Linked DNA regions of Hordeum vulgare: region 1 is linked to region 2. The links are chromatin contacts, called in public Hi-C maps. All regions are on one chromosome and are shown on one strand. The core of a region is the stretch at or near the end of the contact, and the rest is flanking DNA. Distances in the headings are between cores, read along the strand shown. Region 1 holds the start of LOC123424692 (probable apyrase 2). Region 2 holds the start of LOC123424690 (zinc finger CCCH domain-containing protein 53-like).

The links. Hi-C and Micro-C count contacts between places; a contact is called where the count stands out from the background.
Region 1: a contact with region 2 is called in a Hi-C map of seedling, with 4 times the contacts expected there. The contact joins the promoter of LOC123424692 here to the promoter of LOC123424690 in region 2. A contact is called at or near these places in 2 of 6 Hi-C or Micro-C datasets (leaf and seedling).

The regions. Positions count from the first base shown.
Region 1 is chr2H:37,529,325-37,536,004 of MorexV3_pseudomolecules_assembly, reverse strand. LOC123424692 (probable apyrase 2) reads right to left here and starts at 5,015. Exons shown (of 9, transcript XM_045108357.1): 1 at 4,220-5,015; 2 at 4,005-4,133; 3 at 3,872-3,928; 4 at 3,621-3,713; 5 at 3,084-3,289; 6 at 2,402-2,496; 7 at 1,799-2,013; 8 at 1,493-1,682; 9 at 934-1,404. The coding sequence starts at 4,540. The coding sequence ends at 1,292.
Region 2 is chr2H:37,070,303-37,076,499 of MorexV3_pseudomolecules_assembly, reverse strand. LOC123424690 (zinc finger CCCH domain-containing protein 53-like) reads left to right here and starts at 3,109. Exons shown (of 9, transcript XM_045108354.1): 1 at 3,109-4,505; 2 at 4,593-4,778; 3 at 4,874-5,059; 4 at 5,157-5,245; 5 at 5,342-5,611; 6 at 5,700-5,817; 7 at 5,954-6,184. The coding sequence starts at 3,517.

The DNA.
Region 1 (6,680 bases), core at 3,766-6,265, 460 kb before region 2:
TCGGCTACGGCGTGGACCTGCTGGAGGGCAGCCCAAGCGCGACGAGGCCGATGACATACCTGGAGCCGGTGCCGGTGCCGGTGCCGATGCGTGTGTCCCTACGGCGGGCGTTCGACCTGCTCCTCTTCATAGCATCCGCTTCTAGGCCATCCTTCGCTTTCTCTTCTATTCCCTTCGTTCCTAAATATAAGTCTTTTAAGAGATTATAAAGGCTTCGTATGTAGATAATCTCTTAAAAGACTTATATTCCTTTATAATCTCTTAAAAGACTTATATTTAGAAACGAAAGGAGTAAACGGCTGCCAACGCTTTCCGCGGCGAAGCAGCAACGGTCGGAATGGCGGAGGCGCAATAGCATACAGTGACCAAGCGATAGTGACGAAGACCATCAACCGAAACTGAAGCCACTCGCGGCGGCTTCCTTCAACCCGCTCGCCGCGGCATCTCCTGTACGACGAGGCAGATGTGGCCCTCCTCCGGTGAGGTCATGCTCGATATAGTCGTCCTCCAGGCCGGATGGATTACGTGTTGTTCCCACCCCGACCCAGGCCGCCGTCTTGGAGGAGAGGCTCCGTTGGCGGGAAATCTGGAGATGGAGACGGGGGAGGGGGAGTGGAGACATGCCAGCAATCTGGAAGGGTTTTCGGTTTTCTCTAATGTGGAACGTGTTTTTTTTCTCTCGAATCATCACGATGGGAGGGGGAGTGGAGACGTGCGAGCAATCTGGAAGTGTTTTTTGTTTTCTCTAGTGTGGAACGTGTTTTTTTTTCTCGAATCATCACGACGGCAGATTCCTTATCGAACAGAGGCCGGATTCGAGTTGGTATCGGAACGGAATAGGATACATGCAGTCGGACTCCGGCCTCATTGAATGGTCTAGAGTTTTGAGGCCACGGATACTTGGCAGACAATCGCACAATGTGGAGTTTAAAATAAGGCAACGAACAATGCATTTACGGTAAGTGAAGAATGTGTTTATGCCCATCTCAAGTGGAAGTCAGAAAGAATGGAATGCTCTCGTCCTACTCTCATCATCATCAGTACAAAAATAATAATGCGCCTTCCAATGGCGTCTGGCTGCAGTACAATTGATGCCGTAATCCTTGTGTCCTTGCGTATGAACCTATACTGTATGGGGAGGGGAGGCTGGATGAACTGACCGGGTGACAAAATGGCGACTTCAGGGGATGCACAGACAAGAACCGGCTACCCCTAAATTCAAAACTTCTCCTACGGTGGTCACGCCCACGCTCCCACGTTGATGCTTCCGTTGTAGCTACACTGGTGCTGCCTATGATGAAGATGCAACCTCGATGGCGCTTCCGAGCGGCCATGCTGCTTCAACGAACGCGTCGCTGTAAGGAACCTTCTTTACCAATGTCATCTCCTGTTGGGGATCAACACCTGCAAGATGGAAAGCGAAACGAATGAGATGTGTCTGCCATAGATGTACATGACTATAGACATTTTTACTTTGTACCAAGACTCTTACCAAATCCATCCACAAGCAGGGTGTACTGGTAAACAAGATCCATGCAAATGTATGGAACGTTATCCTTCTGGACAGCAGGGTAGCTAGATTGGGCGTCGTTCACGTTCAATTTACAAGCACGCTTGGCAGCTTCCTCAAAGTCAGAGGGTTTGACCTTGGCAACGGCCGCATTGGAGTTAATGAAACCAGCCTGAGCAGGAATCACAGAATGCTTAGAAGTGCATTGTGAGAACAGTACTGTAGCAAACAAGTGAAATTTATCTCCAAAAGGATGACAGTGCTAGAATCACAAGTTCCATAACTTACCTCAGCTGCCCTGTCAAAGAAAAACGATGCTACAAAGAGATTCTTCTGTCCAGCACCACCACCACCATTCCAAATACCACCGAAGGAACATTTCATGTGAGTGCATGCTTCGTCTACTTTAAGAGCTTTCACAACATCAGCCCTGCATTCCGAGAAACTACTGCCAGAAGGTGCAGCCGATGCTTCAAATGTATTTCCACCATACTTATATTGCCCTAAAATCATAGATACAATTAGAATCAAGTCCTCCTATGATCAGCACAGTGAAAACAAGCATGTGATGTCATAAGCTTCTTCTGGTTTGTATTTGCTATGAGTTTTTATGGACATAATACAAAGTATAGTAATGCATGGTCATAGAAGGTTGATAAGCGGCAGAGACTAACAAGCAGAACCAATAAGATAGTTTGTCCTGTAGAGAATGGTAATGTACACAAAACAAATGTGAGAAATTCCTCCTATTGTATTGTTTCACAACATAGCAAAGCTGACTTCTTTTGGGAACAAACTTCACTGAATGGGCAGGGAACTAGTTTAGACTTTTAAGATGCAGATATACAAAAGACAATAGCAGAACAGTAAAGCAGAAGAAAGAAGTCATACCCTGGTGTCCAGCCAATACACAGTTGCTGTAACCATTGGCATTGCCAGCTTTTAAGATCTCTGCTCTAGCAGCCAGCAATCCATAGCGCAAATAACTGCAACAAATGTTCACAGTTATATTCATGATTTAAACTCATCATACCTTGGACCAGAATAATCGTGTGATGTCACTTCCATTAGTGATACACCAAAAACTTTTACCCCACAGAGCACAAGTGGATGCATGACTAAAGTCAGTTAAGATTAGGTATTGGTTGAACTGAGAGCAATATGTTTGTCTACAATGCAGTTGCCTTGAAACAGTGTTAAATACAATCATGCTTTTCTTGAGATTACCCAGCTGTTTTTTCTGATGGAGTTTTACACATTTAAATTGGAGTTATCATTAAGTTTCTCACACTCCCATTACGAATTATTTTAGGTCATTAGTGTATTGCAGGGACATGATCATTTCTTACATAATTACACTTTCCTTCTTTCAGTGATTTATGACTTGTCAATCCAATTAGACATAAACAAGATTTGCAGGATCGTACCACCATCAGGTGTTTAAATATGTTTTGATAATTATTACTTTGTGTTATGCTTAGAAACATCAGCAGAGGGTTCACAAATTACCAGGACAATAATTCGGCTAAACAGGAAGTAACAGCAAAAAGCTAACAGAAGTTATAATATCAACCTGTGGACATAAAGATGATATGTTGTCCCTTTAAGGAAAAGCTTTTTCACGTATGATTCTTCACCATCTGCCGGTTTAGGAGCCTTTTCAGCATCCTTCTCTGGGATAGCATACGCCATTTGGACAGATCCACCGCCAAGGTCAACCACACCAACTGTGTCTGCATACGTCTTTCCCAGTTTTCCCAACAGATAATTAATGGTAACCTGTAAGAATATAGAAGAGTAAATGAGAGTTATATGGTATATGTCCCTGCACTAGAAGCTAAACAAAGCAGCAAAGCTTATGACGAATTCCTAAACACTCTGCTTATTGCACGACGTAACCACTACTAGGCTTGGTTGATGGTTACCTTGAACTCTACTTGCATCCAATTTTACATATAAACCATCAAACACCAGTTCATAAATTAGAAAAATGGCATGTAGTCTTCTAAAAAACGAAATAATGCAGTGACAATATTTTTTTGCTCGAGACTCAAGAGCCTTAGAATAACATGAAACGCAACCATATGTAAAAGCAAGGCCAGCATCCTACCCATTCATATGCACCTTCCTGGGTTCCATCAAGAACTGTAACCCAATCCGGCTGGTTCTTAAATGAACTCTTTTCACGAAGAAGATCCCTAACCTGCATGTTTGTGGATGCGTTAGTATCCAGATTGATGATCAATCATGATAAATTGGTAAAGATAACCTCACTGAAACAAGAGAACAACATAATAGCTCTCAATGCAGACAATAATGATAATGATGACAATGGGACTGATATGATAGAAGACCATTTACCGCTTGCAATATCTCTTCGGATTTTCCTGCTCCCAACGCTCTTAAGCCTGCGGTGGCCTGTGAATGAAGAAGAAAGCTAAGAACATCAACGAGCACCGATTACAAAATCAATTAGTGTGAACAAACAACTCACCCCAACTCTGACCGGCGTCTGGTCGCGCAATTCGGCCGGAACCACTTCCTTGGCCTTCTCAATGAGAGAGACGAGCGATTGAGCAGCCTCGCGCGGGTCATTGGCGAACGCGCTAAGTCCAGGCTTTTTCTGCGAGAGGGGAAGTGGAACGGAATTCAGCTGACAATAACCTAGATCAGATCCAGATCCGATGGACGAACGGGCCGTCGTCTTACCTGGACGAAAAGCTCGATGTCGGTGCCAATGTGGACCAGATCCAGGTTGCCGTCGAAGCAGAAGACGTGGACGCGGCTGCCGGAGCTGCCGGCGTCGAATATGACGGCGTACTTCTTGTCCCCGGCGGCGACGGCGGCGGCCCCTCCTCCTCCGAGGGGCCTCTGGGCGGCCCCGGAGGGCGCGCGCGGCATGAGCAGGAGCACGAGCGAGACGAGGGCGAGGGGCGCGAGCACGACGAGCAGCACCCCGCGGTAGCGGTGCACGCGGTCGGCGAGCGTGTCCTGGCGGCCGGCCCCCGGCAGCTGCGAGTAGCGGCGCATCTTGTCGGCGGGCAGGAGGTGGAGGTCGGGCAAGGAGGGCGTGCGGTAGCGGATGCGGCCCCCGGGGCCGGGGGGCGACGGCTGCTTGACCGCCTCTAGATCCTCCGCGGGATCCAGCGCTCCCGTCCGTCCGCTCCGCTCCGCGCGCGTCGGCGTGGGGGAGGGGAGGGGAGGGAAGGGTCGATCTGCCTGGTGGCCGCGCAGCGCGAGCCTCGGGGTGGAGTTTTAGGCAGGCGGGCGCGCGTCGGTGGGTTTGACTTGGGGCGGGGTGGCGTCGGGATCCGGGCGCATGCTGGGGAAATGCGCGCGCCTCGGGATGTGGCGCGGTGGTCTCCCGCTGCTGTGCTGCCGCCGGGCACGCGCGCGACGGAGGTGGGGGAGGGAGGTGGCGGTGGCGGTGGCGTGCGGGAATGGCGGCGCTTTGTAGCGGCCGCGGCGGGGGTGGGGTGGGGGGTTGCTTGTGCGGGTTCGCCGTGCTCTGCCCGTGCCGGTGCGGTTGGGTTGGGTTTGCTTCGTCCGCGCGCGTGTGCGGAGTTGGCCGGACGCCACCGGAGCCGCTGTGGTGCTTGGTAATTTCTACGGTGCCTCGGTCCACGGGTGCGCCGGACCGTGATTGGTTGGTGCAGGTAATTGACCGTGTACGCGCCAACCAGAGATCGTGTTGACGTGTTGATGGATTCAGCGATCCAGTTTAGAAAAAGCTTTCTAATGCTCCATCCGTGTTAAAATATTGTACTAACTCTAATACAAAATTATACTATTAAGTTTGAGACATTTATTTTGGAACGGATGGACTACTTATTCAACAATTATCAAAGTAATAAAAATTACATCTAAATTCCCACTTAGTGACGACTCTAAACACTCGAACGAGCTAAAGGAAACCCTCCTTATGGAGGTTGAACAAAGCTTGTTGCATAACCGAATCGTAATACCAACCATCGTCTAGCAACCATCATCAATAAAACATGTATATATTGGACGTATATATTCAAACTATAAACACATGGACGCAAACTAACAAGGAGTGAATCCAAGTACTTCAACCGAAGACAAAGTCGAACAAATTTTACGAGATCCATCGAAGACTCTGGGATCATTAGAAGGAATGTCTAGGGGGTGAATAGACTACTTGACAAAATTAAAACTTAACATTTTCCTAATTTTAATGGTTGGTAGATTTTAGCAATTATAGCAAGTCAAACGCATCCTATACATGCAAGTCTACGAGTATAGCAGCGAAATGTAAAGACACGCACGTGAAAGTAATAAGTAGAGGTAGGAAGATCCAACGCAAAGGATGACACGGTGATTTTTTACGTGATTTCGATAGCTGATGCTATCGTATGCTCACGTTGATGGAGACTTCAACCTAGGAAGGGTAACGGTTGTACGAGTCCGCGGAAGGCTCCATCCACAAGGGACGTCTAACCAATCTAGAAGACACCACTCTTCACAGGGTAATAAATATGGTAAGTATGATGAACTCATTGCTCTTGTGCTTCAAAGGTAGTCTCCTCAACACTCAATCACTCTCTCACATATTTGGCTTTGGTAGAAGAGATTGATTAGGTGGAAAGCAACTTTGGGAGGCTAGAAATCAAGATCCATATGATAGGAATGGAATATCTTGATCTCAACACATTATTAGGTGGTTCTCTCATAATGGATGGGGCAAGTGTTGGTATGTTCTGAGTGCTTCCTCTATGAATGCGAGGTAGGTGGAGGGGTCTATATAGATATCTCAAAAATACAACCGTTACAACATTATTGCCCAACTCGGTGAAACCGAAGCAAAAAACTCGGTTGCACCGACTAGTGCAAAATGTGGCAATTTTTGACGTTTCGGTGAGACCTATATATAAATCTCGATGAATCCGATTTTCCTGACCTAGGCAGTTATCCAAACTTGGTGGCACCGATTTGCAAATAGGAAATTCCTATTTTCAACAAATGGTAACGAGGGAGTTGGTCACTGGTTTTCGGTTCACCAAAATCAAGACTTGGTGGTACCAAGATTATTGGTTTGGCTTTGGATTTTGTCTAGGGTAAAACTTGGTAAGGCCGATTTGGAAATGTTGTTATCATTGAATTTGAGTATTTAGACTTTGGAAAGAATATTTACGGGAGAATTTCATGA
Region 2 (6,197 bases), core at 1,860-4,359:
CAGGCCAGGTACGCCGCGAGGAACGGGCCGTCCTCCGGTCGGACGGCCCTCGAGAAGCCCCTCGCCGCCGGCCTGCCGGGCGGCGGCGGCACCGACAGCCGCCTCGCCAGCGCCGGCACCTTCCTCTGGCCCTCCCACACGCCACCACCACGTGCTTCCGCCGGCTTCTTCATGGCCGGGTCGTGCTTCCACGACAGGTCGACCTTGCACCATGCCAGCCGCTCGAGCCGCCGCGTTGATCCGATCCGGATACTGCGCGAGTGGTTTGCGGGTCGAATAGGCAAAACTGCAGGGGTGTTTGTGTAAGAACAAAATGACGGAAGACGGTTCGTTGTGACTTAAAATTGAACTGCGGGTTTATGAACAGAAAACGGAAGGACCTTTTTGCAAAAATGCCACGACGGACGACCAGAAACCCTATTTGCTTTATTATTATGGAGAGATATGCTCTCTTTTCAGCATTGATATGCCTACAAATTTCCGGACATGTGTATATACAAAATCATCCGTAACAGTATGGACCACAGATAAACCTCACGCCATACGCACGCACTGTATCTCAAGAGGAGACCCAAGCAGACCAAAAGATTCAGGTACGTTTTCATCGAAATTCGCTGGCTGTTTTCAGACAACGACATGTTTTTTTTTTCGTACTCGCGTGCGCTCAGTTCGCGGGGCAAGCAACGGAGCCACCGGGCATATTTTCGTTCACGAAACCAAAAGGAGAAAGGAAGAAGAGAGAGCAAGTGGGCACTTGGTCGGAACAGCCGACGTGACAGTCGACACGCTGTCCACGGCCACACGCCGGCCCGCACGGCGACGCGGGACACCGGATCGGGGCGAGCCACGCCCCCTCCCTCCATGTGAGGCTCTGAAACTGGGAGGCGCCTTTTCCTCCCTTTCTTTTTCGTACTCGCCGGCGGGCCCCACTCCCCAATCTACTCCCGCCGTATCGTAAACAAGCAATTTTTACGTGAACGCTCACCCGTACGTACTCCACACCGCGCCTGTCACAGCGTGACGACGCAAGCAAAATCATAGACTAATCGAAAGATCGAGTTCAAAAGACGATTTGAACTGCGCTAGCGGACAAGCGATCGTGGCCCGTCCGTCTCGCTGTCAGACGCGGCCATGCACAGCGCGGATTCAATACGGCATGTGCCGCCGTGGCCACAGGGCGGCAAAGGTGCTGTGGACGGGCCGCCGTGCATTTGACGAATGGCCATGCACCTGCCTGTGCAGTGTGCACGTACCTACGACCCGAGTACGTACGTACGTATGGTTGCGCGGTATCGGCTGCGCCCCGTTCCGTCCAAGACAGGCGACATGACATGACATACATGGTCACGCGACGTCGTATTTCCCCAGCTGTGGCGCAGCCAGCGTACCAATTCCGGTAGTAGCAGCAGTCGTCGAAAGATTGTTCCTGCTTACTCGTAAAGACATTTCCGCCAGGTCCAATCATCACTACTTCCATACGGTATGAGCAGGAAGTGAATGGGTGAAAGAGACGCAGACGGCGACGCGGCCCTCCAAAACCTTATATATATAAAAAAAAACACGGCTGCTGGCCTCCACCATGATGCCATCAGTTTGTAGGAAACGGAATGAAGCCCAGCGCCGGGTGTGAAGGAACGATGGAGCGAGCGGAAACGGCAGGGCCTCCATTTATGTGCGCGCGCACGGGATGCCACTGCCAGTCCTCGCCGCGACCTGCGCGCGCGCAGCGCAGGGCAAAGGCCAGCGCGCGTGCACGCGAAAGGCGGTGAAAAGAGAGCAGCAACGGCGGCCAACCAGGCGCGCGCGGGCGGCAAAAGCCCCCGTGCATTCCCCCACAGGGTCGTCGCGTCTTTTCGCGCCATATCATCCATCATCCGTGGGCATCAGCGCCGGTCACACTTGGCTTTCGTTCGGCTTTTCCCCCTGCCCCTGCGACCGAATTCGTTTCGCGGCCTCGACCACGATCGTGAGCTCCAAGCGCTCTCGCCGCGGCCGCGCGAACGGATGACCGGCGGCCGGGAGACCGACCCGCACGGTCGCGAGTTGATCCGATCGGGCACGCACGTAGCACCGGCTGACGCGGCAGCGGCCGGGGGACAGACAGCGGCCGTCGCGCGCCCAACAACAAGCAAACAGAGCAGGTGGGCCCTACGGAGAGTGACGTGGAAATTGCAGTTTATCCGCATCATTTGTTTTTCATTTCATTTCACGTATGCTGGATTATCATTCGACTGTGCGTGACAGGGGAGTATTTCACGCTCCATTTTTTTGGGTTTGATCACTCCAGTGGAGGCCGAGAGGGAGGAGGAAAGCGACGGCGAGCGGGGGCGAGGGAGGATGACGGGGAACGCCCCGATAGGGATGCTCCCGCTCCGTGCGGCTCGTCCCAGAAAAAGCTACTCGTTCGTGTTTGCAGAACCAAAATAAGTAATTGGCGCTAGTTAGGGCCAGCACAATTACTTGGACAACAATAATCTCTGAAGCAGCGAAAAGAGAGAAGAATACTCGTGTTTACTCGTACATGGCAGTGGGGCAAACGACAAGGATCTGGGAGTAAACAAACCTTGTGAAGCGACGGAAAGGCGAGCGAGGCGAGGCGAGGCTAGCTCCCGCTTTAGCTTGGCTACGGGGTATCAAACGGAGTATAAAAATGTCGGGCCGGGCGCCATTCTTATCGCGAAAGGCCGCCGCAGCGGCAGCAGCGGCCGCGGCGAGGGAGCAGGACAAAGCGGGCCGGGACGGCGACCGGAGTGGGCGCCGCCCGCGCGGGGCCCCTCCCGGTCAGCACCCCAGATCGCGGCCGCTCCGGTCAATCAATCACAGACAGATCCACCCGGCCACGAAATTACCGCGCAGCACAGTAGTTTCTTACCGTCAGATTGATTGAACGACGGCACTGTTTGGTATTCCTATCCGTCCGTCCGTCCAGAGAGCACAGGAAGAAGGCAGAGAAAAGAAAAGGCGGAAAATAAAGGGCGAGAGCGAGGCGGTCAGTGACAGAGGCGGTGGATCGGGTTTTATAAATGGGGGCCACGGAGATCCAGATCTATCCCGCCTGAAACAAACCCCAAACCAAAAACACCGCAGCAGCAGATAAAAACACCGCAGGACAGACCGCGGCAGCCAGGCAGTGGCATTTTGCGGGGACGCCCCCGCGAGTTTTCTTCCGTCACTGGCGAGGCCCCTCGTCCTCTCCCGGGGAAAAGGGACGGCGGCCAGCCCAGCTTATACATAGGGAGATTGGGATACAGCGCGAGGGCCAAGGAAGGGAAGGGAAGGTGCGCACCACCCTCGTGCCGCTGCTGCAACTAGTATAGCCCGCTCGCTCGCTAGCAAGCTAACCCGCGAAGGACCTCTGGGGATTGATTCATGGAGTCGCTCGTCTCCGGCTCGAGCCATCTCTCTAGCTAGCTAGTCGTTGGTTGTTGTTGTCGTGCGAGGAAGGAGGGAGGAGGAGGAAGGGGGTGTGAGGTTGTTTGCGGGCTAGGGTTGGTTGAGCGGGCTTCGTCGATCGGCATGGACGCCTACGAGGCGACCAAGGTGGTGTTCGCGCGGATCCAGGGGCTGGACCCGGACCACGCGGCCAAGATCATGGGGCTGCTGCTCATCCAGGACCACGGCGAGAAGGAGATGATACGCCTCGCCTTCGGCCCGGAGGCGCTGCTGCTCGCCGTCATGGCCAAGGCGCGCAAGGACCTCGGCCTGCTCCCGGCGTCCTCGGGCCCCGGCACGCCCACCTCCGCCGCGGCCACCGGCCACTCGCCCTTCATGCTCTCGCGCCAGAACTCCGGCCGCGGCGGCGGAGGCACGGCGCCCTCGCCGCTCTCGGTCTCGTCGCCCTCCTCGTGGGCCCCGCCCCCGGTGTTCTCGAGGAGCAACAGCGTCAGCAATGGCAGCGCCGCGGAGGAGATGGCGGGCGTCGGGGAGGAGCTGATGAGTCCAGCCAACGGCCCGCAGTCGCCCTTCTTCGGCGGGGGCGGGGACTCGCTGATCCTCGACGAGCTCCACCTGCAGGACCAGCTCGCGTTCCTCAGCGAGGGAGGCATGGGCGGGGGAGGGCGCCAGCTCCCGCTGTTCGACAACGGCGAGTGCCGCAGCCCCAGCGGCGGCGACGGAGGGCTCTTCCCGTACGGCGCCGGGTGGGCCAACGGCGGGCCGGGGCACCGCAGGAGCGCGTCGGTGAGCGAGCTCTGCTTCGGGGGCGGCGACGGCCTCGGCTGGAAGCCGTGCCTCTACTACGCGCGCGGGTACTGCAAAAACGGGAGCGCCTGCCGGTTCGTGCACGGCGGCTTCCCCGACGACCTCGCCGGCGCGAAGATGGACCAGGCCGCCGTGGAGCAACAGTGCCAGGACTTCCTCCTCCGCTCCAAGTCCCAGCGCCTGGCCGCGGCCGCCGGCTTCGCCTACTCGCCCACCGGCTCCCTCCCTGGCTCCCCCTCCGCGGCGAGCAAGTGCCTCAGCTTGCTCCTGCAGCAGCAGCAGCAGCAGCAAAACGACGGCCAAAGGTAAATACCCACCACCCTCGCCACCTACGAGCTCCTCGCTCTCGTTTCTACCGGCCGGCAGCTCACCGGTTGCTCTCCGATTCGCAGGGCCGCGGCCGCGGCTGCCGCAGCGGCGTTGATGCTGGGCGGCGACGAGGCGCACAAGTTCATGAACCGCCCCCGTCTCGACCGCGGCGACTTCGCCAGCATGATGAACCCGGGGTCCCGGCAGATTTACCTCACCTTCCCGGCGGACAGCACCTTCCGCGAGGAGGACGTCTCCAACTACTTCAGGTAACTTCACCGTGCTCGCCCGCACACCACAGCTCTACCTCCGCTCCGGCTGCAAGCCTCGCCGGTATTAACCTTGCTCTTCCTCCGAACCGCAGCATCTACGGCCCTGTCCACGACGTGCGCATCCCCTACCAGCAGAAGCGCATGTTCGGGTTCGTCACCTTCGTCTACCCGGAGACGGTGAAGCTGATCCTGGCCAAGGGCAACCCGCACTTCATCTGCGACGCGCGCGTGCTCGTCAAGCCCTACAAGGAGAAGGGAAAGGTCCCCGACAAGTTCAGGCAAGCCCATGGCGATCCATCTTTGCCGCTTGCTTCCGGCAGCAGTAACTAACCACAACATCCCCATGACCATTTATTTTCCGCTGCTGCTCTGCAGGAAGCAGCAGGGCGAGAGAGTGGACTTCTCCAGCTGCGGGTCTCCAACCGGGCTGGACGCCAGAGACCCCTTCGATCTCCACCAGATTGGTTCGTCATTGTGACATTCAGTTGCTAGCTGCAGCTTCAGTGTTTGTTGATTGTTTTGATGCATGATAAGTGAGTGTGTGCTGGATTGGATTCCAGGTGCGAGGATGCTGCAGCACTCCAACAGCGCCAACGAGATGCTGCTGAGGAGGAAGCTGGAGGAGCAGCAGCAGGCGGTGGAGCTGCAGCAGGCGATCGAGCTTCAGAGCCGGCGCCTCATGGGGCTGCAGATGCTCGACCTCAAGACACGCTCGGCCGCGGCTGCCGCCGCCGCCACCGCGCCGACTCCCATCGCCAAGCCGTTCAGCCCCACCCACACGACTGCCACCACCCCTACCCTCGAGTCGCCGCCCGATTCCGGTATTACCTGTGTGTGGCCAACAGAGAACAGCTTATTTACCTGGCCACAACAGATGCAGTGTTGCTCACATTTGCTGTGCTGATCTTCTTGTAACAGGGGAGCAAGGCAATGGCTGCGGCTTCCTTTTTCCTCACAAGAATGCGGTCAACGGAGCTGATAAGGATGAAACCTCAGGCGATTCCACCACCAGCCCTAACACTGACAGTGACCAAAGGTGGAATTTAACGCTAAACAAATCACCATCATCATCACCATTTGTTCCTTTCATCACACTTAGCTTTCATCCAGCAGTGCAGGGAAGTAAGCATTTCACCAAACTGATCTTTTAGCCCCTTGTGCTAATCCTGCAGCGCGGAGCATAATCTCCCGGACAGCCCGTTCGCGTCGCCAACCAAGTCGGGGGCATTCGCCCGTGATGCTTTCGCGCGAACCGATGCGGAGATCGCCGCCGCCACCGCTTCGACTGGTTGCAACGCAGCCTACAACGGCAATGGCACCAGGAATGGCGGCATTACTAACCATCTCCTGCCCCCTGCATTGGACATACCTTCACCAAAACCTTACTTCTTCCCCATGTCCAGGTGTGCTTAACAC